Regions from separate parts of the Mus musculus genome. Here regions 1, 2, 3, 5 and 6 are each linked to region 4. A link is a contact called in public promoter capture Hi-C data. All regions are on one chromosome and are shown on one strand. The core of a region is the stretch at or near the end of the contact, and the rest is flanking DNA. Distances in the headings are between cores, read along the strand shown. Region 1 holds the start of Rundc3b (RUN domain containing 3B). Region 2 holds the start of Abcb4 (ATP-binding cassette, sub-family B (MDR/TAP), member 4). Region 3 holds the start of Tmem243 (transmembrane protein 243, mitochondrial). Region 4 holds the start of Gtpbp10 (GTP-binding protein 10 (putative)). Region 5 holds the start of Crot (carnitine O-octanoyltransferase). Region 6 holds the start of Dmtf1 (cyclin D binding myb-like transcription factor 1).

Region 1 (4,607 bases), core at 625-3,124, 3.1 Mb after region 4:
TATTTTTCTACCATTATCACCGTGCTCATATTTGGAAACATTAAAAACCAAATATGATCAAATGATGCTTGATGGCTATCATTCATTTTAAGTCCATTATTTGAAATTCCTAGAAATCTAGTCCAACATTATTGTATAGCTGACAAAACAATGAAGATAATGAGGAGATGGTACTAAGACACTAACTAATGACAACATTTGTTATGAGCTCGTTACATTTCCACTAGATCAACTTGGTCCACCTTCCAATGTTAAACCATCGGGAAGTTTGAGTCCGCTGAAGCTCTGATGCAGCATAAATGATTCAAGAAGCACAGGTTAGGCTGGAACCTGCTTTGAAACTCATTTCTTTAAAAAAATAATTTTAATATCTTTAAAAGATAAGACTACCCAACTAGCTTATTTTTCTATGAATCTAACATAGAAATTTGCCTCAATTTAAAACAATGTAATAAAGCCCATCTGTCCCAAAAGCTTGTATTCTACACAGCACAAATGATAAATATAGTCTATATTACTTTACCACTTACAATGCAAACTGTGAGCAAAGCTCTTCCTGAAAGATGAGCATTCATTAGAATCCAACTTTTTAAAAGTTGCTTAAATACTGAATGTCATTCCTACTACAGATATCTGCAATCTGCTTAAGATGCTAGCCACGATTTTACATAAGGAAAAAAAAAAATAGACATAAGCCAGAGAGGCAGGAAAGGTTTCATCATTTACCTGATAACAAGAGAATTATCAGTAGTTGATGATTAACCAGTATGATGGAACAAAATCATTTTTAACAGAGCGTATTGGCTCTGAGTAGTTACTAAGAGATGGATGCCTAGAATATTATAAGACTTAAAGAAAATTTATCAGCTTGTTCAAAATCAGTTTTTTTCTGAATTCTTGATTTATAGATAGTGATGATCTATTTCTATAATTCCTGGAGGAAGGGCTACATTTACAACCAGGAAGCACTTAAATAAATGCCCAAAAGGACTGACCAGGAGTCTTCCACAATTGCACAAGCACTGTAGTTGACAAGACTTAGATACCCAATACAGATAAGGGCCGAGGGAGAGGAGTGAAAATGCGTACGCCAACAAGCGACAGCAAGAGAACGCACAGGGATTTGGGGACATCTCAGTAACTACTACAGCAGCTGGATGCTGCTCTTCCTCCGCCCTCTTCTCCTCAGACGCAAGCTGGCCGGTTCCAAACGGTTCCTCCCCGGCTCCGCCCCGGCCCTCCCCGGGCAGCCTCCAAGCGAGGACCCTGAGACGCGAGGGCTAGCCCACGGCCTCGCGGGGAGAGGCTCCCGCCCCTCTGCAGGGCCCCGCTGGCCCGCGGACACGCGCGGCACGGGCCGCAGCGCCGAGCCCCAGCACCTCCCTCAGCCCGGCGCCCGCAGCCCCGCACCTGCACACGGTGATCAGGTTCCTCCTCTCCACCGCAGCGTTGCGGGCGCTCAGGCTCTTCTTGCCGCCGCCGCCGCCGCCGCCGCCGCGGCTCCCGCTCAGGCCCCCCAGGCTCCGGGAGGCCATGGCGGGCTCACCTCCGCGCCCCCTTTGTCTCCAGCGGTCCCGCAAGCCTCGCACACCTGTGTCCCCCGGCCTTCTCTCAACGATGGCAGCCCGCCGGGCGGGAGAGAGGCGAGGAAGGAGGCGCGGAGTAGGCAGGGTGTGGAAGGCAGTCAGTCGGGCACCGGTACCCAGGCTCCACGCGCGCGTGCACACACACTCACACACGCTCTCTCACACATACACACGCGCTCACTCACACGCACGCACGAGCCACCTCCACCCTCGCTCGCGCGCGCGCGCGCCGCCGCCGCCGTCCACGAGAGAAGCGCGCGCGGGCGGGCGGGCGGGAGGGCGGGCTCCGAGTCTCCAGGGACGCCGCACCAGCGCCCGGGCGAGCCTGTCACCCCGCAGGCCTAACCGCACGTCATTCTTCCAGCAGGGCGGAGCCGCTGAGGTGAAGCCCCCCTCCCCACGCCTGTCTCACTCAGCCCCCGCCCCCTGCACCTATGGGAACAAGGCCGCTACGGAGAGAGCCAATGACGAGAGGTGGGGGCGGGACCCGCCCCAGGAGCTTTTAAAGAGGCTCGCTTAAGCCCCGCCCTGGCGCGTGGGCCTCTGTCAGAACGCGGGTCGGCTCGTGCAGCACCTTGGTGAGCCCGGCGAGGCAGCCTTGGCTTGGAAAGCCGGCTTTGCTGTGCCTACTCCACGGTGACTGTGGTCCATAGTCACCCTGACAAGGCTAAGTTCATGGCAGATTCCTGGTCCTGAGGCTTCAGTAGCCTCAGCAGGAGAATGCCATAGTTGGGTGGGGTGGGAAGTGGGGGTTACCTAGAATAGAAGAAGAGTTCCATTTGTCCCAAACGCCCCCTTTGAACCTGACAAACAACGACACAGTGGCATCAGGGAGTGCGCCCATGGCATTTCTCTTCCCGTGAATCTGGTCAGAATTCACCTCATCTTACTCAGTGTCCAGCACAGCCTTGAAACCACATTGACCATAGAAAAACGAGTGTAGTGGGGATGTCCAGTCTTGGGTTCTGTGCAGTGAGATCTGAACTGAATTGCAGCTCGTGAGCCATGGAGGAGGTTTGTCAAGGGCAGAGGGAAATCCTGCCTTGGAGTCCCAATAAGCCCCTTGGGAGGACCACTTTGTAGTCTCTACTTCTCTGGCTTTACCTCTGGCTTTACCTATGGGAGGCTACGGGCTTGAGACCCTGACCTCTGACATTCACCTCAGACTGCCTGTAAGTATGTCCAGACTTCAGGTTTTGTTTGTTTGTTTGTTTGTTTTTAAATTTTGAAAATCTAAAATCAGGACAAAGTCTCACCTCTACCTCTTAAATATAATTATGTTAAAATAAAAATTAATTATTAAGAAAATTTCTACAAGGGAGCTAAAACCATCCAGTGGAAAAAAAGACAGCATTTTCAACAAATGGTGCTGGCACAACTGGAGGTTATCATGTAGAAGAATGCAAATTGATCCATTCCTATCTCCTTGTACTAAGGTCAAGTCTAAGTGGATCAAGGAACTCCACATAAAACCAGAGACACTGAAACTTATAGAGGAGAAAGTGAGGGAAAGCCTCAAAGATATGCACAGGGGGAAAATTCCTGAATAGAAGAGCAATGGCTTGTGCTGTAAGATCAAGAATTGACAAATGGGACCTCATAAAATTGCAAAGCTTCTGTAAGGCAAAAGACACTGCCAATAAGACAAAAAGGCCACCAAAAGATTGGGAAAGGATCTTTACCTATCCTAAATCAGATAGGGGACTAATATTCAATATATATAAAAAACTCAAGAAGGTGGACTCCAGAAAATCAAATAACCCCATTAAAAAATGGGGCTCAGAGCTAAACAAAGAATTCTCACCTGAGGAATACCGAATGGCTGAGAAGCACCTGAAAAAAATGTTCAACATCCTTAATCATCAGGGAAATGGGAATCAAAACAACCTTGAGATTCCACCTCACACCAGTCAGAATGGCTAAGATCAAAAATTCAGGTGATAGCAGATGCTGGCGAGGATGTGGAGAAAGAGGAACACTCCTCCATTGTTGGTGGGATTGCAAGCTTGTATAACCACTCTGGAAATCAGTCTGGTGGTTCCTCAGAAAATTGGACATAGTACTACCAGAGGATCCCACAATACCTCTCCTGGCCATATATCCAGAAGATGTTCCAACTGGTAATAAGGACACATGCTCCACTATGTTCATAGCAGCCTTATTTATAATAGCCAGAAGCTGGAAAGAACCCAGATGCCCCCCAACAGAGGAATGGATACAGAAAATGTGGTACATTTACACAATGGAGTACTACTCAGCTATTAAAAACAATGAATTTATGTAATTCCTAGGCAAATGGATGGACCTGGAGGGCATCAGCCTGAGTGAGGTAACCCAATTACAAAAGAACTCACATGATATGTATTCACTGATAAGTGGATATTAGCCTAGAAACTTAGAATACCCAAGATACATTTTGCAAAACACATGAAACTCAAGAAGAACGAAGACCAAAGTGTGGACACTTCCTTCGCCCCTTCTTAGAATTGGGAACAAAACACCCATGGAAGAAGTTACAGAGACAAAGCTTGGAGCTGAGATGAAAGGATGGACCATCCACACCCGGGGGTCCATCCCATAATCAGCCACCAAACACAGACACTATTGCATAAGCTAGCAAGATTTTGCTGAAAGGACCCTGATATAGCTGTCTCTTGTGAGGCTATGCCAGTGCATGGCAAACACAGAAGTGGATGCTCACAGTCAGCTTTTGGATGGAACACAGGGCCCCCAATGGAGGAGCTAGAGAAAGTACCCAAGGAGCTGAAGGGATCTGCAACCCTATAGGTGAACAACAATATGAACTAACCAGTACCCCCAGAGCTCGTGTCTCTAGCTGCATATGTAGCAGAAGATGGCCTAGTCGGTCATCATTGGGAAGAGAGGCCCCTTGGTGTTACAAACTTTATATGACCCAGTACAGGGGAACTCCAGGGCCAAGAAGTGGGAGTGGGTGCGTAGGGGAGGGGGGTGGTATAGGGGACTTTCGGAATAGCATTTGAAATGTAAATGAAGAAAATA
Region 2 (4,307 bases), core at 836-3,335, 3.3 Mb after region 4:
GGGCCTACCTCTAACTTTTGTGCTCATGCAGAGAACCTCTTGCAAGGACAACCTTGTGGGTTGGATCAGACAGTCAGAAAAAGTAACCCACTTCACTCCTTCCAGGTTTTTGTTCATTTATGTTTAATTCAGACTCTTCTCATTCCTTCATGAGTCTTGATTCCACTCCCTCAGGCTGTCTTATATTAGAGATTGGCAGGCATATGTCATCCCTTAGACACTACTGAATTCTGTAATGTCCCCCAGTTACCTAAAACTCCCCTCTTGAACTTAGCAATTCTAACTGCTTTCACCTCCGTAGTTGCTTTAGCCTCGGGATACCATACAATAATAATCTGAACACCTGGTAAACTGGTGAAGGAAAGGCCTTCTGTTCCATCAAGACAACTTCTTGTGGTTGGGGTAGACTGGAAATTGAGCCCAAATATGTAACTACATTCATGTCTATCTCATAGTTGCAATCAGCTCCCCCTATGTGAAGAGCCAGATGGAGATGCCCAGGACACTCAGCTGGATGTATCTGCACGCTCTTCCCTACTCTCCCGCCCATCTCTTCTAAGCTTTTAACCATGACAGTAGTTGTCATTTAGTAAGTGTGGAGGACACTTTATACTCATTGTTTCCAACCTTACTAGATCCCCTATTTTAATGGATGTTGAGACTGAATTGAGATTTAAATAACCCATCCAAAGCCAGAGCACCGGTAAACGGCAGAGCAGAGCTGCCTTCAGGGTCTGTGTGACAACTCTTCTACTCTTCATACTTTAAGGTTGTCTGGAAAGCAGTTAGACAGCTATTGTGCAAATGCCACACAGAACAAGGCTCAGCCGCAAATTCAGCCACTGGACTAGGAGAAAAGCAAGCCACATATTATACAGGTGCTATGTTTTAAAAGCAACACTAAGTACTTTCACAGTAACCTAATAAGGAAGACAGACTCTTAAGAAACTGAAGCCCAGAGAAATAAGCAGTGCCCACAGCCACACACTGACCTGTGAAGCTCTTAAGTATGAAACTTGCTTGCTTGAAGCTCAGAAGGTGTCGCTTTATTATCTGATTTAGCGCCTTCGTTTTGGGAAGAGTGGAGAAATCGATGAGAACTCACAAGGAAGCCATATTCACATAGGCCCTAAGAGTAAGACGATTTGGCATGGAGGGATTAGAGTAGGAAATCAGAACAGCCACAGTCAATAGGCTTTGCATCGGTGCCAGTCTGAAAGATGCAGCGTTGGGAATGGAGATGTTACTTAGCTTCTCTGAACACCGATGTCTTCACTTTTGTGAAAACCAAACCAAAAGTACGTGCTTTTTTCTCTCATTTTATTTATTTTCTGCACGTGGTTTGATGTATAGGAGTGCACATGTTCCATGATGCATGTATGAAAATCAGAGAACAATTTGAGAGACCATTGTCTCCTTCCACTATGTCTGTAGCAGAGATCAAATTCAAATTGTGAAGCTTGGAAGCTAGCTGCCTTGTCTGGTCTCAGTGGGAGAGGATTCACCTATTCCTGCAGAGACTTGACAAGACAGGGTAAGGGGGATTGGGGAAGAGACTGTGTGAGGCGGGTACCGAGAGAGGGGGCAGAGATCAGGATGTAAAATGAATAATATTTTTTAAGTGTGTGCTTTTAATAGGGGAATCCTTTTCAGCCCCCAAGTTCTGTGTCTCTATGTGCCCTCCCCCGTGTGGGACACCAGCGATATTCCTCATCTCCAAGGAGTTTAAGCTGACGATTCTGGGCTGGACCTGCTTAATCTTCAGCATCTGGGGTGTTAGTTGCAATTTGGTGCCATATAGACTCGAGCCGAGGATGCATAAGTGGCGACCTCGCTACTTAACTTCCTATTGGGATCTCAGAGCGCCTGGTTGTTGAACTGGTGGAAATTACTTCCCCAGTGTGTTCTAAAAGAAAACTCAGCATGGGGGAGGTGTGGCAGTCACTTTTAGGGGCCCGTAGCCTGCCAGAGGAGGCATCGAGCAGGCTTATCGGCTGCAGCTGGTGCTGCGTTGCGGGCTGCTGGCAGCTCGCCCGGGTGGGCGGCCGCGGAGACGCGCGCCCCTGGCGGCGAGGGCGACACGCTGGTGGCGCTGGGGCCTGCAGAGCCTGCGGGGCTTGCGGGAGCTCTCCTGCGGGCCCGGGCCCTCGCCCCCGCCGCAGCGGGAGGCGTCGCCGGCGCCGGGTGCGTGTGGGAGGCGGGGACGAGCCGCGGCGAGCAAAGTCCAGGTCTGCGCGCCACCCGCTGCGGCCAACACGCGCGTGAAGTTCAGGTGAGGGAGGACGCGGCGGGAGAAAGGGACCGAGGGAAGGCAGTTGCGGTGGGACCTGCCGGGGAGCGGCTGCCACCAGTGCCCCCGGCTCTGCGCCGGCTCTGCGCGGAGCCTGGAGGTCCCCCTCTCCAGGCAGCTGAGCCGGGTGCACTTGGACCTGAGGCTGTGGTTTCTCCCCAGGCTGAGATGGATCTTGAGGCAGCGAGAAACGGAACAGCACGGCGCCTGGACGGCGACTTTGAACTAGGCAGCATCAGGTATACAGGACCGCAGAGTCACTGGCTTTTCCGTTATAGCGGAGTCCTGAAAAGAAGTTGTGAGAACCGGTTGATGCCTCCGGCCTTTGGGATGAAGTCTTTAAGTGTTCTTGAGGACTGTCTCCCAGGCTCCTTTTGGAACAGGTTCAGAGAGAAGAGGCTGTCTTCAAAAGCGCCCCCCTCCCCTGGACACGGGTGATTTGATGAATATTGGCGTTGTGTAACATTCACTGTATTTTTATAAAGTAAACGTTTCACTCTTTTTAGCCATCATCTGGCTACTCGAGTTGGTAGAACTTCAGACACCTGCTATTGATGGCTGTACTTCTGAACAAGGGTAGCGAAGCAAGGCCCCCCTCTTCCTGTGTTTCTCTTCTTTGCCTCGTCTTCCCCTTCTCCCATCTGTAGACTGTTTGCCCTATTTCTCCTCTCTAGGGGGTGACATGGAGAACAACCTCATTCTTCACTAACTTCTGCTTCGAAATCAGTTTTTTTCCCCCAGTTGCAAGAGGGTGAACCTCGACGCTTCCCCTGCCAGTGGGTCTGTCTTTCTCCCTGACTCTCGTTCTCCCCCAGCCACAGTGAAGCACACATACGGCTTTCTGTCAGGCAGAAGGGCCTAGGCAAGTGTGTGCGTGTTTCCTCTTTCGCTGTGGGGACAGTGAATCATTTTTACCCTCAGCTTCAAATAGTTTATGAGGCTATTACAGTCTCTGAGTTCATGCTAGGCCACCCGGAACAAACTGACATGTGTCATGAAGTTGTCTTCTAGAGGGAGAAAATTTATCAGCTTCTGTAGTTGGTTCTCAAGCTGCAAGGGGCCTGATTAGCCAACTGACAAATATGCCTATCTGAATCTTAAACTGAAGCATTGCTTCTGTTAATTGCTTTGGACCGTGGCATCGCCCTACTCATTCTTAGAATCGTGACATTTATTCACAGAAAATTTAGGTTTGTCCATATCGAGTCATAAAAAAGCAAAAACAAAAACAAACAAACAAACAAACAAACCCCAAATGTATGGATGGTGTTACTTCTAATAGAAAAATGTGGTTTTGTCATCTGGCAATTTAGGCTGGGGATGACTGTGACTCTATTAATAGATGGCATTTTCACGAAGACGGCTATTTATGTATTATACTGGCTGAGCACACTGACTAGTATTAGAAGGAGCAGTCCCTGGAAAAGGTGTAGTAACACTCAGGGCCCAGGAAGCTCTCAGAAGAAGCTCACAGCATGTGGTTAGGAAGAAGGAAACACCTCAAAACCGAAATACACAAAGTTAGAACTAGCTTGATATTGTAAGATTACAAAATGAAATATGGGACTAATTTTTATATAATAATACCAAGGGCGGTACCTTCAAGGAAAGCTAAGCCCACTTCTGTTAGGCACAACAAACTGAGGAGGGCTAATATACCTGTTCTAGATATGCTGCATAGCCTGTGGCACATTCTCTTGTATATATTCAGTGGCAAATGTCCATCTGTTGAAAGGTACCAAGTGTGAAGAAAATTAATGAAGACTGAGAAAATTAGGAGAACATAGCAGAAGTGTCTATCCATTTTAAGGAGGGTGGTTAGGGTAGGTCTTATTTTTAAGTCAATTACTGAGAAAGGGGAAATAAGCAGAAAGAACCATGGGTATTTGGGGAGCATTTTCTGGCAGCAACAATTTAGAGCTAAATGATCCTGAGGTCCGGACTGTATTTGTTGCATTCACAAAGTAGCAGAGAAACCAGGTCTGCCTATCTGAGCAGCTGGGAGCGGGGGATGGTG
Region 3 (4,321 bases), core at 561-3,060, 3.5 Mb after region 4:
ATCCCAGCACCGATGGTTGGGTGGCTTTCAGCTGCTTGTAACTCCATATTGAAGGAAATTCACACCCTTCTGGCCTCCTTGGCTGGAAGCACATATGTGGAAGCACATGCATGCACATGCACACACACAGTTAATAAAATCTTTTGAAATATGTCATCTAACTCTAACTGGCATTAGAGATGTTTGTGAACCACATGCAGATGCTAGGAAACAAACCTAGGCCCTCAGCAAAAGCAATAAGCATGCTTAGCTGATGAGCAGTCCCTGAAAGTTTTAGTAGTTTTTGGTGAACCAAAGTAATATTTTCCCGAGGAGCCAGTGAGGTTTCTGGTTTGAAAACAATTATGTACAAGTAGAACCAGGAGAGAGTTACTCTGTTCAGTCGACAGAACGATTTCTGCCCGGCCTGTGACCTAAATATGAATATTCTAAATGCTTCCTCCCCACCCAGTCACCACAGCAGCAGAGCACAGAGGTGAATATAATTTCCAAATATGTATGTTACCTATTTTACTATAAAACGTTGCCTATATGTTCTCTTGTTTCTCAAATAACTATACTTTAAAAAATATACTTGTATTTAAAGTCTTTATTTTTTCCCAGAATAATATTTCCAGAACTTTAACCTTTCAGAATTTTAGACTTTATGGATTTTGATTTGACTGTATATCAAATTTGGTATTATGGCATCTTTTGGGGTTGTTGACCAAGGCCCATAATTACTGTGTTATTTTGGTGGATAGTTGCTTAGCACACAGCAGATTCTCAAAGTATTGTTAGTTTTTATTTTATTATTTTGAGACAGGGTCTTGCTACTTAGTCTAGACTGTCCCTAATATTCAAAGGATTACAGCCTAGAGCCTCAAAAATATTTTTTGTTGAATGAAACTGAATATAAGTAAGTGAATTAATTTGTAGGACCTTTTAATATGAATCTTTAAATAGAACTTTTAATAGAAGTGGGTGCTGGATTATGTAGTATTGCTGTTGTTAAGGTAAAGTCGCGAGTAAACAGCTAATTTGTAAAACACGTGTAATGATTGGGCAATGGGGATATGTATAATACTTACGTGTACTCAGGGCTGGAAGTTCGTTGTGGTTGTTATTCCATCCCTTGTTCTAAACTGTTGCGTGGCACTGGAACCCATGTCTAGATTCTAAGCGTTCGTGGAGGTATCGCTTCAGCTTAGAGTCTCCTGCACACTAACACTTTCCGAACTTTCTTGAATCTAGCTAGGTATTAGTGTCAGCCCAATCCTATTAGTGTAGTTGTTTGGTTTTTAGCTTTTAGGAAGAACTTCAAATGTAGAGCGACGGTACTTGTGCAGCTTGTCCATTCCATTCAGCTCTCTAAGCCCCAAGACTCCAAAAAGGCCCAAGATGCGAAGCTCTGGCCTGTGGCAGCACCCCCACTGGACCAGGCAACGAAATACCTAACTGTTTATGTAAACTAGGACCTCTTATTCTGTGTGTAATACAGAATAAAACACGCATACACGATTGCCTCCGATACTGTAAAGTGTCCACATCCAAATCCTGGAGTGGTCGAAGCAGGTTGTCGGGTTTTAAGACGCCAAATTCGAGTCGGTCTTCAGAACCCTGCTTTAGCCACTACGTGCACCGCGCAGCCGCCAATTGCCAAGAGGCGGAGAAACGCTTGGCAGCGGGGACCCGCGCCTCGGTGGGACGACCCGCACCTCTGTAAATAAAGCTCTGCAGCCCAGGCGGCGCCTCTGCCCGTGGGATTGGCTGCCTGAGTCGTGACGCGATCTGGGCGGGCCCGACCGGTTTGCGACAGTGGCCGCAGGTCCCGGACCGGAGAGCCCGGGGGGACTCGCCGCACGGCGCCGGCGTCCGGCCGGCGTGTGGGGGCCACGGCTCGGGGTCGCGGCCGCTGCCTGGATCCGCCGCGCGCGCGGCGCGGGACGCCGAGGTCTGGCTTGCGGGCGCAGCCGGGGCTGCGGGGAGCACGGGGGACGGGACGCGAGCGGGCGGATGCGGAGCTCTCAGCCGAGCTAGGGTGGTGTGCGGGGCCGCCCGGCCCGCAACTTCACTCCCGCCGCCCCGCCGCGCGGGGGACTCGCGCCAGGCAAACTTTCTCCCGGTGGAGCCCCGGCCGAGATTGGGGGCGGCGGGCGCGGGCGGGGCGGCGGCCAAGCGCTGTTTGTTTCCTTTCACTTCCCGCGGCGGCCGCTGGAGATGAGGACGGCGGGGCTGGGGCGGAGCGGCCAGGGGCCCCCGGGAGTGACAGTCGCCCCGTCGGGATTTCCCGCCCTCCCCACCCCCCCAGGGCCCGGGCCATGCGTGCGCCGTGAGGGGCGGGCGTCCGGACTTCGCGAGCTGATGCGGACTCGCTTTTGAGCGTCCGGGGACGAGCGAAGCAGCCCTAAAATGGAGGACTTTGCTACCAGGACCTACGGGACCAGCGGCCTGGATAACAGACCTCTGTTCGGGGAGACGTCTGCCAAGGTGAGTGCGGGAGTGGGCCCCGGGCCAGAGTGCGAGAATCCCGCCTCCCTCCACCCCGCTGGCTCCTTGCAGCCTGCCTGGAGGGTACTTGGAAGTGGGAAGAACTGTTCTTGCCGTCCCGCCCCTCTCTTGGGATGTTTGCCCTGCACTCTGCACCAAGAGCAGTTTGGAGTGGAGAAAAGTTCAGAAAGTTCTGGGCAGTTTGTGGGAAGCCCTTACGGAGAGTGCGGAAACCCCACCGTGGAGGGAAAGTCCTGCGAAGGTTGCATAAGCGCACTTTCCAGCTCCACACTTCAGGTGTGCGTCCAGGGCTTTAGTGGTTTCAGGAGTGCATCGAGAGCCCAGGGTTGCTTCTGATGATTGCTTACCTAGAGTTCTTAAGAGGATGAGGATGTGAAGCAGCTCCATGAAGGTGGATGTTGGCCACAATCCCAGGAGGTGATCAAACAAAGGGTCCCAGCTCTCAAATAGGCAGAGGCACTAACCGTTTTCTAGAAGCTTGACTAGATAGAGCCTCTGGCCTGCAGTCAACAAAAGTCTTTCTCTGTACTTAGCGTTAACTTTCTGAAACTTGCTCCCCACCCCCAGCCCCCTTGCCTTGGGGACAATCAAGAAACTCTGTATTCAGCATAAAACTTTCTCAGAAGTCAGGGCAAGATTAACCTGTAGCTCTCTTACCCTCCCCCCCCCCCCACTTGTAAATGACGTTGGTGACTGTAGACCCCCTGACCCCTGATAGGAGCAGTCAGCCTTTGAAAGTTGCTGTGGTTACTGTAGAGCTGGGTTTCTTACCTTGTGGGAAGAGCCTGTACCACACACAGGGAACTTCTCCACCTGGCAGTCATGGGGAATCCTAAACTTGGAAGCTGCCAGTCTACCATGAAGATTACTTATTATTAAATTCCATATAGAATTTGATTTGTCTTGGGGTGCTTTACTAAGACATTTCAAGATGGATGTCTGGCTTCTTGTAACTTCGCCTAATCTCAGCTCGCCATGCTTGGGAGCTCAAGTTCACTAATGCTCCTTCCGTTATTTGCAGACGTTACTGAGCGCTCATGTGTGTCTATTTGGTGTTAAAGGAAAGCAGTCAGGAACGGGAGATCTGTGCATATCTGTGCATAAAGTGGAGATTCTGGTGACTGTGGCCTGTGTCACAGCACGGAGGGCATCATGCATTTTGGGTACAAAGATGAAACTGGTCTCATTCATATGAAACATTTGTCCAGCTGTCCACAAATCAGGCTCACTGTCTCTTGCGCATAGCTTTCTGAGTGCTGATTGAGAGTCTGGGTGATTCAGACTTTTAACTTCATAGGCTCTGTAATACAGCAGCACTGGGCTTCCCAGTGGACTTGTCTGATGCAGACACTGAAGCTGGCTGGGCTGACTGAGATAGCTCACTGTGTTAGTTTCAGCGCTTGGGAGGCTGGGGTAGGAGGGTCACTTGATCACAAGGTTCAAGATGAACCTGAGGTACATAGTGCAATCTTGACCCCAAATCAAAACCAGGAGCCTTAAAAGCAAAATAACAACCCCCCACCTCCCTGACAAATGTGTAGCTATTGAGAAATAATTGATGTTATTGGCTGGCCAGATGCCTACTGCTTGAAAGTTTCCTACCATCCGTCATCCATTTGAAACCCATCCAAGGACATCAGTATCCAAATATATCTCTGTTCATGACACCCCTGAGTTCAAGTGTACGGCGATTTTTTTTTTTTTTTTTTAAAGATTCATTTATTTATTATATGTAAGTACACTGTAGCTGTCTTCAGACAATCCAGAAGAGGGAGTCAGATCTTGTTACAGATGGTTGTGAGCCACCATGTGGTTGCTGGGATTTGAACTC
Region 4 (4,945 bases), core at 673-3,172:
TGTTTTCATTCCAAACCTGACCTCAGTGGGTACTAGTAACTCTCCCCGCCCCCACCTCCAATCCCCGGGAAAAGTTAAGCTATTAATAGTTTAAAACAACTGAAAGCAGAAGTGCCTTTCACTTACATTTGAAACCCTTTAAATAAGTAACCTGGTGGGTACCCACTCAAATTTTGTTTTGGGTTCCCTCCAAAACAAAATGTTTTTATATATAAGTACACTGTAGCTGTCTTCAAACACACCAGAAGAGGGCGTCAGATCTCATCACAGATGGTTGTGAGCCACCATGTGGTTGCTGGGATTTGAACTCAAGACCTTGAACTCAAGAGCAGTTAGTGCTCTTAACCACTGAGCCCCCAAATATTTTAAAATCATCATCAGCAGCAACAGCAAAAAGCTGTCCCCTCAGTTAATTATCAAAGCTTATCTGCTCACCAAGACTGAACAAACAGATGGCTTTTCCCCAAAATTTTTGCATTCCAAGAAGCCTAACTCCTTTCCAGGACCTCTGTCCTCTTAGAATCTTGACTGTGAACTCCAAATGGTCTTTCAGGGTCTCATCATTCCTTCTTAATGCATCCGCCACCATGAGCCAAGAGCATCTCTTTCCCCCTTAAGTGAACCCGATGTCTATGTCTCTCTTTACTCAGAAACAGTCGTGACTTTGGGTTTTTACTGCTTCTGAAATAATAAAGTTTACAGTGCTGGATTCAAAGCCCTCACCGGATCTCACCGGGACAGCTGTCATTTGTTGGAGCCTTCCTGTTCTTTTCTGAGCTGCCCACTCTCCCTGCCACTCTATTCATGCTTTCTCCTCTGTTTAGATTATCATTTGTTCTTTCTATCATAAACCCATTTTCTGGTGTCAGTTTCAATGTATCCTCAAATACAACTAAACTATGGCTTATGGTTGTATGATCTGAGGCCTCCTTGGCCCATCACTCTCACTGACTGGCTTTTCAGGCTTCCTCGGACACTGGATTATATCCTCTGGTACTTTCCATTTAGTTTCCCTCACTAGGTAGGTAACTTCTTATAAAGCCAGTGTGTCATAATCCCAGGCTTTCAAATTACAGAGCAATCGTTTAAATTAATATTCACGTTTTTGGTAATCTGCAGTACTTTTGGGTATCAAAAAAATCTGTGGGTTTAAAAAAAAACAAAAACAAACTGAAGGTTGACCACCCTGAGATATTCCTGGTAAGGGCTTTTAAAGCTGTGTTCAGTATGTGACTTTTTCTTTATTTTCTAGATTTGTCATATTTATTAAGGACTCTCATTTATAATGGCTGTTCCTAACAACAGCTTATGTACATGACCTCTAGCTTTCACACACCGTTGCCAGTTAAGCTCACTGAGATTCTTTTTTAATTGAGCGGTTGGTTGCAGATTGTTATAAAAGTGGATTTTAAGACAGGCACTACATAAAAATTGACGTAAAATCTCTATATGAGGCACAGCAAACACACATTCTGACTTCCAGAAAAGTCTTCAGAAAGATATCAAAAGCAGTGTAAAGGAGGAGAAATGTATAAAAGCAGGTTATGGACTCTCTTTTAAACAATGAGAACCAAACCAAACAAACAAACAAGCCGGCACGTGCACCGCAATGCCGGGTCTAAACCGCAGGCAGGTCCCCAATTATCCTCTCACGTGCTTTGGGAACAATACAGGAATTCCCTAAAGCTGGACCCCAAACGGCCATCAGCGTGTCACTGAGACACAATCTTCTCCCAGGAGACGGGAACCGAGGAACGACAACCCAGGAGGAGAGCGGCGAAGACACCAAAGCTGGGGAGACCCCCGTCACGAACCTTTCTCAACAAAGCGCAACCGCAGCGCACCATGAGCTCCAAGGGGCAGGACTCCCGCCCGCAGAATCCGGACAAACTTCGGTCGGGCGCGCGTACTGACGTCACTACTGGTCGCAGAGGTGACGTCTCAGCGGATCCGCGCCTGCGTGCTGCATCGCGCTCGAGGAAGGTGGGCGTGTGCTTTGGACGCCTCTGGGTGCAGGAAGGAGAGTGCAGAGCCCAGATTCGTCTAAGTTGTGTGCAAGGGGAAGCAGGGCTCCGGGCAGGAGTCTCTGGAGTTGACGCTTTGAACGCTATGCGCTGGAGACTGGCCTGCCTCACAAACATTTTTATGGTAGCTGAAGAACCTGAGGTGCCAGGATTTTCTCACGATGAAAGACCCCTCCAACAGACACACTTGTACAAAACACCGAGAGCTCTAAAAGACTGCTGGATGATGGCTTGAGCAATTTTTCTAGCCAAGGCTTAAACTTCAGGAACCAGTCACTTAAAACTTGTAGCACAGAAGTATTGAAAGAAGTGTGACGATCTAGATTTTTACAAAGGATGATGTGTGCAGTGGAGGCAAACAGAAACCCCAACCTGGACTCAGCCGAGAGTTTTCACCTTTCATTTGAAGGCTGTCCTTGTGAGAACACGAGAGATTACATTCCAGCTTGGAGAGGAAGCTTCAGAAAAAGATCACTGAATGGCAGGCCCATTTCGCCAATCTTTCTGCCAAGTCTTTAAGTGAAAAAGGCACACGAGCGTACTAGAGGGGTCTCCCTTCACTGCTCATTTATTATTTTCTATCATTAGAATTATTAGGTTTAGAATCCTTGGCGAAATGTGACTCAGTCATGGTCACTGGCCAGGGCAGTGCAGCTGAGAGTAACCTTAAGGAATTGTTATGTTCCGTTTTTCAGTATGAGGTTGATTTAAAGTTAGTTACAGATAGCCCGAGGTCCTGCGCCTCTAAGGCCGCTTTCCTAGCTGGAACCTGGCAAAGGCTAGTCTTGAAACTCTGAAAATTGCAGTTACGGGCATTCTGCTACATGCCTGAGTCCTAGACTAGAAAACAGGACTCCAATTCATTTAGATAAGGTTCTGCATCCTAAACAATAGGATGGGGAATTTGGGAAAGGAGCGAGTCCTATTTGGAAGTACACAGTGTGGAAACTACTGCTCAGTCTAGATTAGTTTACTGTTCCTGGACTTTGAAGCTGTCATTTTCATTTAGATGTTTGGTTGGTTGGTTCTAGCCTCTGTAGATTAACATTAAATATTGACCCAAATGTCAGATGTTAGCCTCAATAAATATACTTACTATTTTAAAAACCAGAATATTAAGTTGCTGTTATCATACTTTTCCTGTTAAATCTAGAAAATGTGCTGCCATTTAAATTATGCCAAAATGTTTAGCCTAATGCACACACCTTCTAATGTTTATTTATGATTATTGAATATAGGCCCACTCTCTTTCCCATAACATACACAGAATATAATAACAATAAATAAAATATAAATAAGAAATTGATATCTAAAATGCTAAGGATCATTGATGATGTAAGCAAAAGAAAAATACATATACCTCAAACAAAACATTATCACAGCAAGATATTTTATTATAATTCTGATAATAAGATAGTAGAATAAACCTTTTAAATCTCTAAACTCGCTCTCCTAAAAATATGCTGTTAAAATTGACTTGAGATGAGGCTGGAGAGATGACTCATTGGTTAAGAGCATTTCCTACTCGTCTAGAAGACCAGAAGCCACGACCTAGCATCTAGGTTAATTGTCTCACAGGCTCATGTAACAGCTCCAGGGCATCTGATGCCCCCTTTTGGCTGCTGAAAGCACCTGCACTCATATGCACATATCATCACACAGATATGACTGTGTGTGTGTGTTTGTGAGCATATGCACACACACCCCCAGACCTGAACATACACACATATAATTTAAATATTTAAAAACTGGAATTAGGTGACCCAGAGGATCATCCAGATCTTATGCAGGGGTCAGTATTGCATGAACATTCTGGCATTTCTGTTAAGAGAAGAACATACTTTCCCAGGAATGTGGCTTATCTAAAGACGAAAGTAGGCAAACCACTCATCTCAGCAGCACTGGAGAATTCTTCATGTCACTCATCAAATTCACACATGACTCACTACATAACTCATGATTTGATTTTAAAATATTTCAGAACAATTGCTTTAATTGTTTAATTGTGTTAAGAATTTTAAGCATTTCCTTTTGAATTTTTTCTTTGATTTTTTTTTGTTTTTGTTTTTGGAAAATTCATACATGTATAAAGCTCATTTTGATTATTGTAACCCGTCATTTTCTCTTATCTACTTCCTACCCCAGTTACCCCTCTTCCCCACAAATCTCTTTTCCAGTCATGTCTCTTCCTCCTCCTCCTCCTCCTTTAAGAACCATTGAGTTTAATCAGAATTGCCTGTAACAATGGCTTTGAAACCATCTATTGAGCCTGACAGACTCCTCAGTGAACACATAACAGAAGACAATGGCTGGATTCATCATCAGTAGCCACAGTAGTTCAAGAAGACGTAGAGCCATGAAATTTCCCCTTTCTGATCCATGATAGCCTTCTACTAGTTCCCTGCTCATAGGTCCCATCTTGTACAGGCCATTGCAAACACTCACAACAGTTTGAGGTCACGTTTGCAACAGTTCTGCCACGTCCAGAAGACAGCATCTCATAGTGCTTTCACTGTCTTCCTGCTCTTACATTCTCTCTGCCCCGCCCCCTCTTCTGGATGATCCCTGAGCCTTGGTGGTATAAATGTTCTGTTTCTGGCTCAGCATTCACCAACTACTGATTCTAAGCACCTTGAGTGGTCATGAACCTCTTCCCTGACTGCAGTTCACTGCAGAGAGAAGTTTCTCTGATTAAGCCTTGGAGTAGCATTTACCAGTGAGTATAAATGTAAATATTTAGAAGGCAGCTAGACCACATAACAGTTCAGATAAAGAACAGCAGCAGGGTTGCCTCTAAGACCTCTGTATCTGTGGATTTTGACCAACTTTACACTATCATTTTGTAGCACTTTACCATTTCCAAGAAAATTGAAAAGATAGTACAAATTTGCCTAGCAAGTCCTACTAATATAGTAGTGCAT
Region 5 (4,761 bases), core at 302-2,801, 3.4 Mb after region 4:
AACAACTCATCCTGAAACAACTATATTATGGACTATAATGGGCAGAATTGTTATGATGACCTAACTCCTACCTACTCTTTTTAGTCCCCAGAACTTGTCATTATGATAGAACATCATTACTCCTATGGTTGCAACTGGGTTTCACCTACAAAAAAAAAAAAAAAAAAAAAAAGGCTTAAAATAGAGAGGACCTAACCTAATCATTTGAGTGCTTGAGCAGAGATACTGCCACACCTCTGTGTCTACATCTATGTCTTTAATGATCTGTGTCTACATCCATGTCCTTAACGAACTCAGAGACAAACAGGACTTGCAGGAAATGGGATTAATCCTAATGCAAGTGAACAGGGGTTAGACTCTGCCAACTCGAATGAACCTGAAAAGGGAGTCTCCCCCTAAAACTTCAGAAAGTAACTCATAACAGAAACCCTGGTCTCTCCTTTTGTGCGTCCATGCAGGGTAAGCAGCTAAGCTTGCTCGGACTTCAGATCTTCAGAAACTCAAAGTCTGTGTTCCTTTAACCGCTAAACATGTCACTGTCTGCTGTAACAGCAATAGGAAACTAATGCAAGCATGCCGGGCAAGCTGATCTCATTACACTTCCTTGTCATTTAACAGATCCCACAAAGAAGACCAGAGTACTAATTTTATGCCTGCTGCAGTGCTTAGCCCCTGCAAGGTTAAGCCGACTACAGATTCTTTAAGAGTTGTCTTAAGTTTTCAACCATATAAAACTAGTTAAACGATTCCAATAAAATTAAGAAAACGATGACAGTGGACTTTCTGAAAGCAAGGTGATGTGAACGCGAGAGAGGTGGGAAAATAGAACCAGGAAGTAAACAAATAGGGTCACATACCAGTAAACCACGAAGAAGTGCTCAGGACCTCCAGGAGCCTGCTTGAACAATTCGGAAAGGAAACCACAGGGAACCCGAACTGGCCAAGCCTGGTGACTGTGGAAAGGAAGAAATACACTCAAGTAAAGATCAGGAAAGGAGAAGAGGATAGTGACAGAAGCTGGAAATACAGAGAACGGACATCTGCTAGACATGAGATTTATATCACTACAGAGCTAGCTATGTTCCAAGCAGCCTATCAGATGGACCCAAGGGGCACAGGGAACCTTCCGGTGCCCGCGGGGAGGTTGCAGCAGAAGCAGAAAGCAATAAAGTTCAGAAACTCCTCCCACCAAAACAAGGGCAGCTTCTCACCGAGGATAAGGACAAGGGGAGAAAAACCAAGAAACATGCACACGCAAAACCAACCAATCGATCAAGCACTCTAGCACTCTAGCACTCTAGCGAGGCCGGTGCAACTGAGAGAGGACACCCCAAACCAGAAGGGCAAGATGCTCGGGGGGGGGGGGGGGCACCACGCCCGCGCCAGACGGGGCGCCTGGGCGCACAGCCCGACTGCACTCAGCTCGGCTTCCTGCTACTGCAATACCCTTCGACCCCCTCGCCATGTGGGAGGGGAAGGAGAGCGAGCAGCCGGCCCCAGAATCCTCACCTCCCGCGCCCCTCTTGTCCCTCTGCGTCGGCCTGCAGGCTCTGGGCTGTCCTGAGGCCGGACCAGAACGGAAAACCGCGAGGGTCCCGCCCTGTGCGCGTCGGGGAACGGGATTGGACGGGAAGCCGCGAGGGTCCCACCCCGCGCTGGAAGGGGTGGGCTGTCGAGGCTTGCTGGTCCCGCCCCCGCCGGGTTCTCGGGCTCTGGTGGCGTCCTAGGCTGCAGACCCCGGGAACGCAGCAGAAAGTCAGATAAGCGCCCTGCAGTCCCCGCTACAGCAGCTTCCTTCCGGATGCTGCGGGAGATTGGCCTCCGTCCAGAGATCTACCCACTCTCGGGCACAGCCCTGTGGCTGCGTAAGGAGGCCCACGGCTCAGCCTGCTTTTCGCCGAACTCTTAGGGGCTTGGCGCTGTGTTCTTTCTTCCCAGTCGCTCCCCCTTCTTTGTGCCAGCCTCCTTTGCATGGCCCAGGCAAGCATTTATACTACTTTAGATATAAATTTAAGAATTTATACTGAGACATTTTATTTTGTCTACCCTGTGTGCTGGCAAGAGAATAGCAGGCGAATGGATCCGGTTTGGCCTCGTCGCCTCTTTGAGACTTAAGATTTGGCCAACTCCCAGCCATCTAGGGCAAGCCCTTGCAGTCTCTAGCGATGGTCAAGCTTCAAGCTTTGGCCTTGCCTGAATATTTTTATCATCCAAGAAGTTGCGTTTTTAAAAAGCTAGCACGTCCTAGAGGAAGACTATGAGGTATTTTTAGTTTCACAGGTCAATGCCCTTTTTTTCATTTACCTCCTGAAATAAATTGATACAATTTTAAACTTATATACACTTTTTATTTGTACTTCTGTTTTGTTTTCGTGGAAGGAAAAATATTTTACCTGCTCCTGCATAGTTAAGTTATTCAACAGTTTAATGACTTCATTTCAAATTAGTATATTAAAAGCTGCTGTCTTTCCGAAATCCTTTTGAGTTTCCCGCAGAATTACTAATATGTTTCATGACTGCACAGCGTTGCTGGAGGTATTACATAATCAAGCTGGATAATCTCTCTAAGCTTGTCAAAGTGACTGTGTTAAAGAACTTTTCCCCCTCATAGTATGTAAGTGTTCCGTTCCGGATATTATATTATGCTTCGAAAATAGAATTCTTAGACTGACTGGATTTCTCAGAAACCTTCATTGTCTTTTTTTTTTTTTTTTTTTTTTTTTTTTAGTAAAAAAAATTTTGGCACCTCTTTAGAAGTTTACGCATATTGAATGTTTGCTGGTGGCAAAGAATTTAGGGTCACTCACCTTCACTGTTTTTGTGAGTTTGGTAATCTCACCAAACCAGGCCTTTATGCAGGGTCTTTAACACTGAGCTACATTCAAGCCCTGCTGCAAGTTTCTCTTCTTCCTGGTTTTGTTAAGCAGAAACGGTGTCTCCATGAAGATCTTGGCTTCTCATAAAAAGAAAACAACCTCGGGACTGAAAAAAATCAGTAGAACCTGGAGAATGTGAGAAAAATGACCATCTCTGTAAAACTGTAATTAAGCAGAGTCCTGAAAATGTTTTCTACCAAATGTATAATAGATATTTTAATGTCAAATTTAAAATCGGTAGCACTCAGATTAAATTTGAACAAGCTTGTATTTCTTAGCTCAGGATAGACAGATCTTGATGGCTGAGGAAGATATTGCAAGCTTTTGGAGTATGTCTTATAGCAACAACTTGTCCCAAGTCTTAAAATTGACTATTAAAGTTATATAAAAAATCATTCGGGCTGGAGAGATGGCTCAGCAGGTAAGAGCACCAACTGCTCTTCCAGAGGACCTGAGTTCAAATCCCAACAACTACATGCTGGCTCACAACCACCCATAATGAGATCTGACTCCCTCTTCTGGAGTATCCAACCGGAGTGAGCAGAGGTCTAAAAATTCAATTCGCAACAGCCACATGAAGGCTCACAACCATCTGTACAGTGTACTCATATACATAAAATAAATAAATCTTTAAAAAATCATTCATTTATGTGTATGAAGGGATCCATATGGACCCAGGACCCCAGGGCAAGGGGCTACCTCTGGCTAGAGAGGAGGCAGATGTGGCACATAGGCAAATGACAGTGTCAAGTCAAGGGCAAGCCCTGAGCTAGGATGAGGTGTTGACTTTCATTAGACAGATTAGGTCAGTCAAAGGAGCGGAGGGTTGATAGCTGAACCGCAATACTTTGATAACTAGACTTTGGTAGTCCGCCTCAGGAGAGGGAAATGACCAAATAAGGGAATAGACCTTGTTGGCTAGTTATAGGAATAAAATCTAATAGTTTCCAGCAAGACAGTGGGAATCAGGGAGAAAGGCAATGCCTACCAGAGCCATGTGTGACATGCTCGGGCTGGCTAGAGTCCATTCAGTGTAGCTCTTTCTCCATACACTACCAAATTAAAAGGAAGACTTTTACAGACTGCCGCAGACCCTCTAAGTCCCTTTGTCTGCATGGAACGGGTCTCTGGGGCAGATGGACAAAGCGTTAGAGGGTGACAGACAGACCAACACATGAGATTGTGTAGAATCTGAATGTATTGTCACAAAGTGAACACCAATCTTATATAGTACAAGGGGTCCGGAAGTCACAGCAGGCAAGGTACACTGAAGTTACCAGGTACAAAACAAAGGAATGATTTCAAAAGGATTTACAGGAACCAGGTTAATGTTTACAGTAAAGATAAAGCAGTCCTGCCTAGGGTCAGCTTAGTGACAGGCAAGGATTTCACACTCTAGTGCTATAGCTTTGAGCCTTGTGAAGGCTAGCACCAGGGGGTTCTGCTCTTGGCAGGCCTCATGAATAATGCAATATCACAACCCCCCTATCTCCTAGGCCTTGATAAATTCCTATATGAGTGTAACTTCTAAGTATCTGGAGAATCTCCACTTGTCAGGAGAATTCACCAACTTGCTTCTAATATATAATGTAGCCTGTACTGAAGATTTCTATCTCCGTGGGATTCCCTGGCTCTATTATTCCCATTTTTGGGTGAGAATTGCTACTGTCCTTGGTAGACCAGCTCTGAGCTACTGGCTCCGTCTTTTGCAATGCTTAATTAGTTACTGAATAGGTTAACGTCCTTACTGCATTCTTACAGGATTCTAAGCTCAGCGGCTTCTGGGACCTTGGAACACTGGGGAGACTTAACTATAACAGAATTTTTCCATACACCAGACTAACGCGGGAATAGAATATGAGTATATGAGTAAATGATAATGCAA
Region 6 (4,444 bases), core at 1,018-3,517, 3.6 Mb after region 4:
AATACCAAAAAAATGTAGCCAACCTTATAATGCTGTGGATTTCCCACGTATGTTGGAATTAGCTATTCCAACATAAGCTGAATGCATAATTTTAATCATATTATGTATTTGTCCATGGTCCTGACCCAGAATAATTTGTGAATATTCTGATCATCATTGCTGAAAGCAACCAACAGGTTGAAAGCAACCCCAAATAAAACATATTTACTATAAATATTGAATGCTAAATATGGATATAGTTTGATAACATGGTTTAGTTCTTTCCCAAACATTTTCTGTGCTATTTAATAAATGCAAAGCAAGGCCTTTGTTTGGGACAGACACAGAATGATATAGGCAAGCACAACTTGAAAGAGAGAAAGAAAGGAAGAAAAGACCAACCAGAGGACACTAGTAACTATTTTCCAGATACACTCTATTTCCAACCTCAAACCTTAAGACTAAAACTGATTTCCTCCTTCGAAAAGTTAAAACCTGAATACTTGGAAAAAAGTGTATTTTGTATGTATCCCCCAAACTGCTAAACATACAGATATGACAAGAAAATGGTAACAATACCAGGTGTCTCCCTCAACTGAAAGAGTCAGTGGACCAGGCAGGTTTCTAGATCATCCCCCTGAACAACAGTTTGGGTAAGACTATCATAATCTAAAGTAATGAAGAAACGTTAGCTTACTTGATGGTACTCAAAAGCACCAGGGAAAGACAGTAGTGGGATAAAAGCATAAAATAATAAATAATATTCTTCATATAGATAGGAGTGTTTTTTCACGTCTGTGGAGAATATCATTAGTCTCTCACTGACCTGGTACACTCAACATAACAATCTTTGAAATGGATTTTAAGTTTGTCTAAGTTTAACCAAATATACAAAATTGTATCACTATTCTACCACAGTAAAAAGCTAGTAATATTTTGTTATTATAGTTGTTTTAAATGTTATAGTAAATTACTCGAATTATTAAGGTAAATTTAAGACTGGCCTAAAGAAATTTGCAGTACCAGAAATAGAAAATCTATAAGGAAAATAGCCTTTGATGTTTGTAAAACTTTCAATATAATCAAAGGTCTTTTCTTTCTTAATTTACAGCCTAAAAGCCACAAAAGTTATTTACAACACGAAAATATAGCTCTAATTAATAAAAGTCAGTACATCTAGCTTAAGACATAACACATCACAAACAGTACTGAAATGCATTTTTCTTTGGAGGTTGTCCCAAAGGAAGTCTAGCTGTCAGAAAGAGGTACAAGGGCTGACAAAAGCAATCACGGGCTATCACTCTTTCTTTAGCTACACCGAAGTCTTTAACTATAAAAACATATGCTGTATCACTGAACAGCACAGGATGGCACTGGACCACTTCTTTCGGAGTAAAACTCGTTAAGGTTGCGGGGAGATTCTCAAAAAAAAAAAAAAAAAAAAAAAAAAAAGTTCTTGCTAGAGGGCCAAAGAGGGTTTTGAAACGCTAAAGGTCTGCTCCGCACGATCCTGACAATTACTAGTTGGCTGGGCCAGGACTCTCCCCGCACCCCAGGCCACGTCCCGCGCGGTCTCTAAAGAGAAAGTCCGACTGGCAACCATGACTTCCTTCGCTGAGTCCAACCGGCGAGGGGCTCACGGGCCAAACGAGCCGAGGAGAAATGGTGGGCTTGGGACGACCCCCGCCCCCACTGCCCTGCCCACCCCACCCACGCAGCCGAGGGGGCTCAGTGCACCCCAGCCAAGCCAGGCTGGCAGCTCCGCCGCCCAGCACGCACACGCCCGCGGGGCCCCCGGCGCCGTCCTCCGCGACTCGGGCCCACCCCCAGGGGTCCCGGCGCCATTTAGTTCCTCCAGCCCGCCGCCATTTTCCGCCCCCACCGGCTCGCCGCTGCGCCCCAGGGATCGCTCGGGAGTTCCAGCCGCCAGCGGCCGCTTGAGCCGGCGACGGAGACCGCGGGCGCGGCGTGCGGGGCCTGCCGCGGCGGCTAAGCGAAGCCCGGACTCCGACCCCGCCCGCGGCACCCAGCCGGCGACAGCCAAGGCCCGCGAAGGGGCCGGCTCGGCCGCACTGGGCGGAGCGGCTGCGGCGGAGGCCCGGACCTGAAGGTTCCATCGCACTTACTTCCTGTTTTGGGTCCGGGCACTTTGGAAGAACCAGGATGGAGGCTCCAAAAAATACCAGGATGGAGGAAGCAGCCGCGGGAGAGAGTGGCTGCAGCTGGGGTGAGCGAGCGCAACCAGCCACCGGAAACGGAGCCGCGAGGCCGCGCCCCGCCCCCGCCCTCCCAGCACCCCCCCTGCGGCCCGCCTCTCCTGGGGGGCGGGCCCGCGCGCCACCCCCGACGTCACTTCCGTCTGCGTCGGCAAGCTGATGGGTTGCTGCGGAATCGAGCGCCATTCTCAGCGAGCGATAGGGTCGGACGGTCGCCGTCGAGCTGTGGCGGGTGATAGACGTAAAGGAGGGTCTTTCCCTTGGCAGGCGTCTGCACCATCTGTCTTTTAGTTTCCGCAATCTCCGAAGCGAAGAGGGAGCGGTGTGTCTCTATAATTCTTGTGAAAGGTGACCTCCGTGAGTGTGACCTCGCTTTTAGGAGACTACAGTTCTTTATGCATTTAAAGTTCAGTGCTGGTAGCTATGCCGAGTGCAGCTCTATTTTCTGGATTCTTAGAGATGAACAAAATAGAAGCCCTGTTCCCATGCCAATCTTTAAGAATCAGGTTCATACATGAATAGATGCATTTTGACCATATTTACTCCTTCCTATCCACTCCAACTCCTCCCCGTGTTTTCCCTGACATGCCCCCGACTCAAATTCATGTCCTATTGTAGGGGTGTATTTCTGGGTACACACATGTAGCCCAGATGTACTTCAGTGTAGGGCTGCGCCCCGCTTGGACGTGGGAAAACAATCTGATCTCTTCAGGAAGGAAGTTGACTCTTCCTCAGCAGTCTTGACTGCTTGTAGCTCCCTAGCCAGAGATGGAACCTTGTTCGCCATCCATGCTGGAATGTGGAGTGGAGTGGTGGTATGCATGGGACCACAGCTGCTGAGTGGTGGGTGTTAAAACAGAAGTCTTCCCATTCCCCTGACTCTTTCAAGTTTTCTGCCCCCCATCTTCAGCAACGCTCCTATACCTTTGGTGTAAGGATTGCATTATAAAAACCCACTTAGGGATAGGCATTCTACAGTCACTTAACTGCACACTGGTCAGATGTGGTTTTCTGCCATAAACACTGCTACAAAAAGTGCAGACTCTATGATGAGAACATCAAAAAAGTTGCCTTTTGCCCCATGCTGGGCACAATTGTTCGAACCTATTAATTTCAGCAGAGAAGAGGTTGAGGCAGAAAGAAGACTGGATTTTGAGGCAGTGTTGGCTACATAGAACACATCTCAACCAAACCAAACCAACCCAAAAGTTCTAAGATACACAATTCTGAGCATTGGGGTTCCTATTGGTGTTGCTTTTATGATTCAGCAGATACACGTTATACTTTGCTTTCCTTTCACTACTAGTGATACACAAAGTCCCATTCCTAATCAAGAAGCTGTTTGCAAATGGTAGATCTGGGGAAAGGGAAAATCATTTTTTCCCCCCAGGGGAGTGAAATTAGATGTATCAGGCATACTCTTAAATCAAGCAAGGTTCATAGGAGTTGATGGCCAATGCAATTTGGAATCACAAGTTTTTTACAGCAGCTTTATTCACATTTGCCAAAACATGCAACCAACCAAGAGGCTAACCAGGAGGTGAATGAATAAACAAGCAGGCACATCTATTCAACAGAACTTTATTTGGCACTAAAGTAGTGAAGAATTAAAATATATGTTACGTAGTAAAGAAAAATCATCCAAAAATTGATGTATGCTAAGACTATGCCATTCTGATTGTCTTATTTTTCTACTGTTATGAAGAGACACCATGGTGAAGGCATTTTACAGAAGAAAGTTTTAATTGGGGCTTGCTTACAGTTTTAAATGATGAGTTTATAATCATCACGGACGGAGGGGAGCATGGCTGCAGGCAGGTAGGAATGGGGCTTGAACAGTCCTTGAGAGCTTACATTCTTAATTGCCGAGCCATTTGGGTATGTGTAGGCTTCTGAAAGCTCAAAGTCTGCACCCAGTGGCATGCCATTTCCAACAAGGCCACACCTAATCCTTCCCAAAGAATTTCACCAACCAGAGACCAGACATTCAAACATGTTAGCCTGCAGGGGCCATTCTCATTCAATCTGCCAGTGGTGATATTCTGTAAAGGGCATTGCTATGGAGACAGTAAAATTAGTGCATCCAGGGGTGGAGAAAATGAATAATGTGCGGGGGTTCCTATAGCATCAAGGGCTCTGTGTGCTGCTGAAATAGCATGCCTTTATAGTTGCAGCAAAACCCACAGGTCTGATAGATAAAATAGAATGAACTCTAACATAAACTATATCTTCTGTATTAATGGTGTGTC

What was found. Promoter capture Hi-C pulls out the DNA fragments that hold promoters and counts their contacts.
Region 1: a contact with region 4 is called in a promoter capture Hi-C map of pre-B cells. The contact joins the promoter of Rundc3b here to the promoter of Gtpbp10 in region 4. A contact is called at or near these places in 2 of 39 promoter capture datasets (cranial neural crest and pre-B cells).
Region 2: a promoter capture Hi-C map of pre-B cells shows a contact between it and region 4. The contact joins the promoter of Abcb4 here to the promoter of Gtpbp10 in region 4. A contact is called at or near these places in 2 of 39 promoter capture datasets (cranial neural crest and pre-B cells).
Region 3: a contact with region 4 is called in a promoter capture Hi-C map of pre-B cells. The contact joins the promoter of Tmem243 here to the promoter of Gtpbp10 in region 4. A contact is called at or near these places in 2 of 39 promoter capture datasets (cranial neural crest and pre-B cells).
Region 5: a promoter capture Hi-C map of pre-B cells shows a contact between it and region 4. The contact joins the promoter of Crot here to the promoter of Gtpbp10 in region 4. A contact is called at or near these places in 3 of 39 promoter capture datasets (cranial neural crest, pre-B cells and second pharyngeal arch cranial neural crest).
Region 6: a promoter capture Hi-C map of hematopoietic stem and progenitor cells shows a contact between it and region 4. The contact joins the promoter of Dmtf1 here to the promoter of Gtpbp10 in region 4. A contact is called at or near these places in 4 of 39 promoter capture datasets (cranial neural crest, hematopoietic stem and progenitor cells, pre-B cells and 1 more).

Annotation. Positions count from the first base shown.
Region 1 is chr5:8,621,078-8,625,684 of GRCm38.p6, forward strand. Rundc3b (RUN domain containing 3B) reads right to left here and starts at 1,875. Exons shown (of 11, transcript NM_001347311.1): 1 at 1,411-1,875. The coding sequence starts at 1,535. The region is part of intron 2 of Abcb1a (ATP-binding cassette, sub-family B (MDR/TAP), member 1A); the gene reads left to right.
Region 2 is chr5:8,891,636-8,895,942 of GRCm38.p6, forward strand. Abcb4 (ATP-binding cassette, sub-family B (MDR/TAP), member 4) reads left to right here and starts at 2,086. Exons shown (of 28, transcript NM_008830.2): 1 at 2,086-2,272; 2 at 2,453-2,529. The coding sequence starts at 2,459.
Region 3 is chr5:9,098,927-9,103,247 of GRCm38.p6, forward strand. It overlaps Tmem243 (transmembrane protein 243, mitochondrial), which reads left to right and starts at 1,811. Exons shown (of 5, transcript NM_001081029.1): 1 at 1,811-1,933; 2 at 2,291-2,469. The coding sequence starts at 2,392.
Region 4 is chr5:5,557,619-5,562,563 of GRCm38.p6, forward strand. Gtpbp10 (GTP-binding protein 10 (putative)) reads right to left here and starts at 1,923. Exons shown (of 10, transcript NM_153116.2): 1 at 1,815-1,923. The coding sequence starts at 1,847.
Region 5 is chr5:8,995,595-9,000,355 of GRCm38.p6, forward strand. Crot (carnitine O-octanoyltransferase) reads right to left here and starts at 1,552. Exons shown (of 18, transcript NM_023733.3): 1 at 1,510-1,552; 2 at 858-953.
Region 6 is chr5:9,159,509-9,163,952 of GRCm38.p6, forward strand. It overlaps Dmtf1 (cyclin D binding myb-like transcription factor 1), which reads right to left and starts at 2,268. Exons shown (of 18, transcript NM_011806.3): 1 at 2,106-2,268. It overlaps Gm46901 (predicted gene, 46901), which reads right to left and starts at 1,402. Exons shown (of 1, transcript NR_166570.1): 1 at 1-1,402.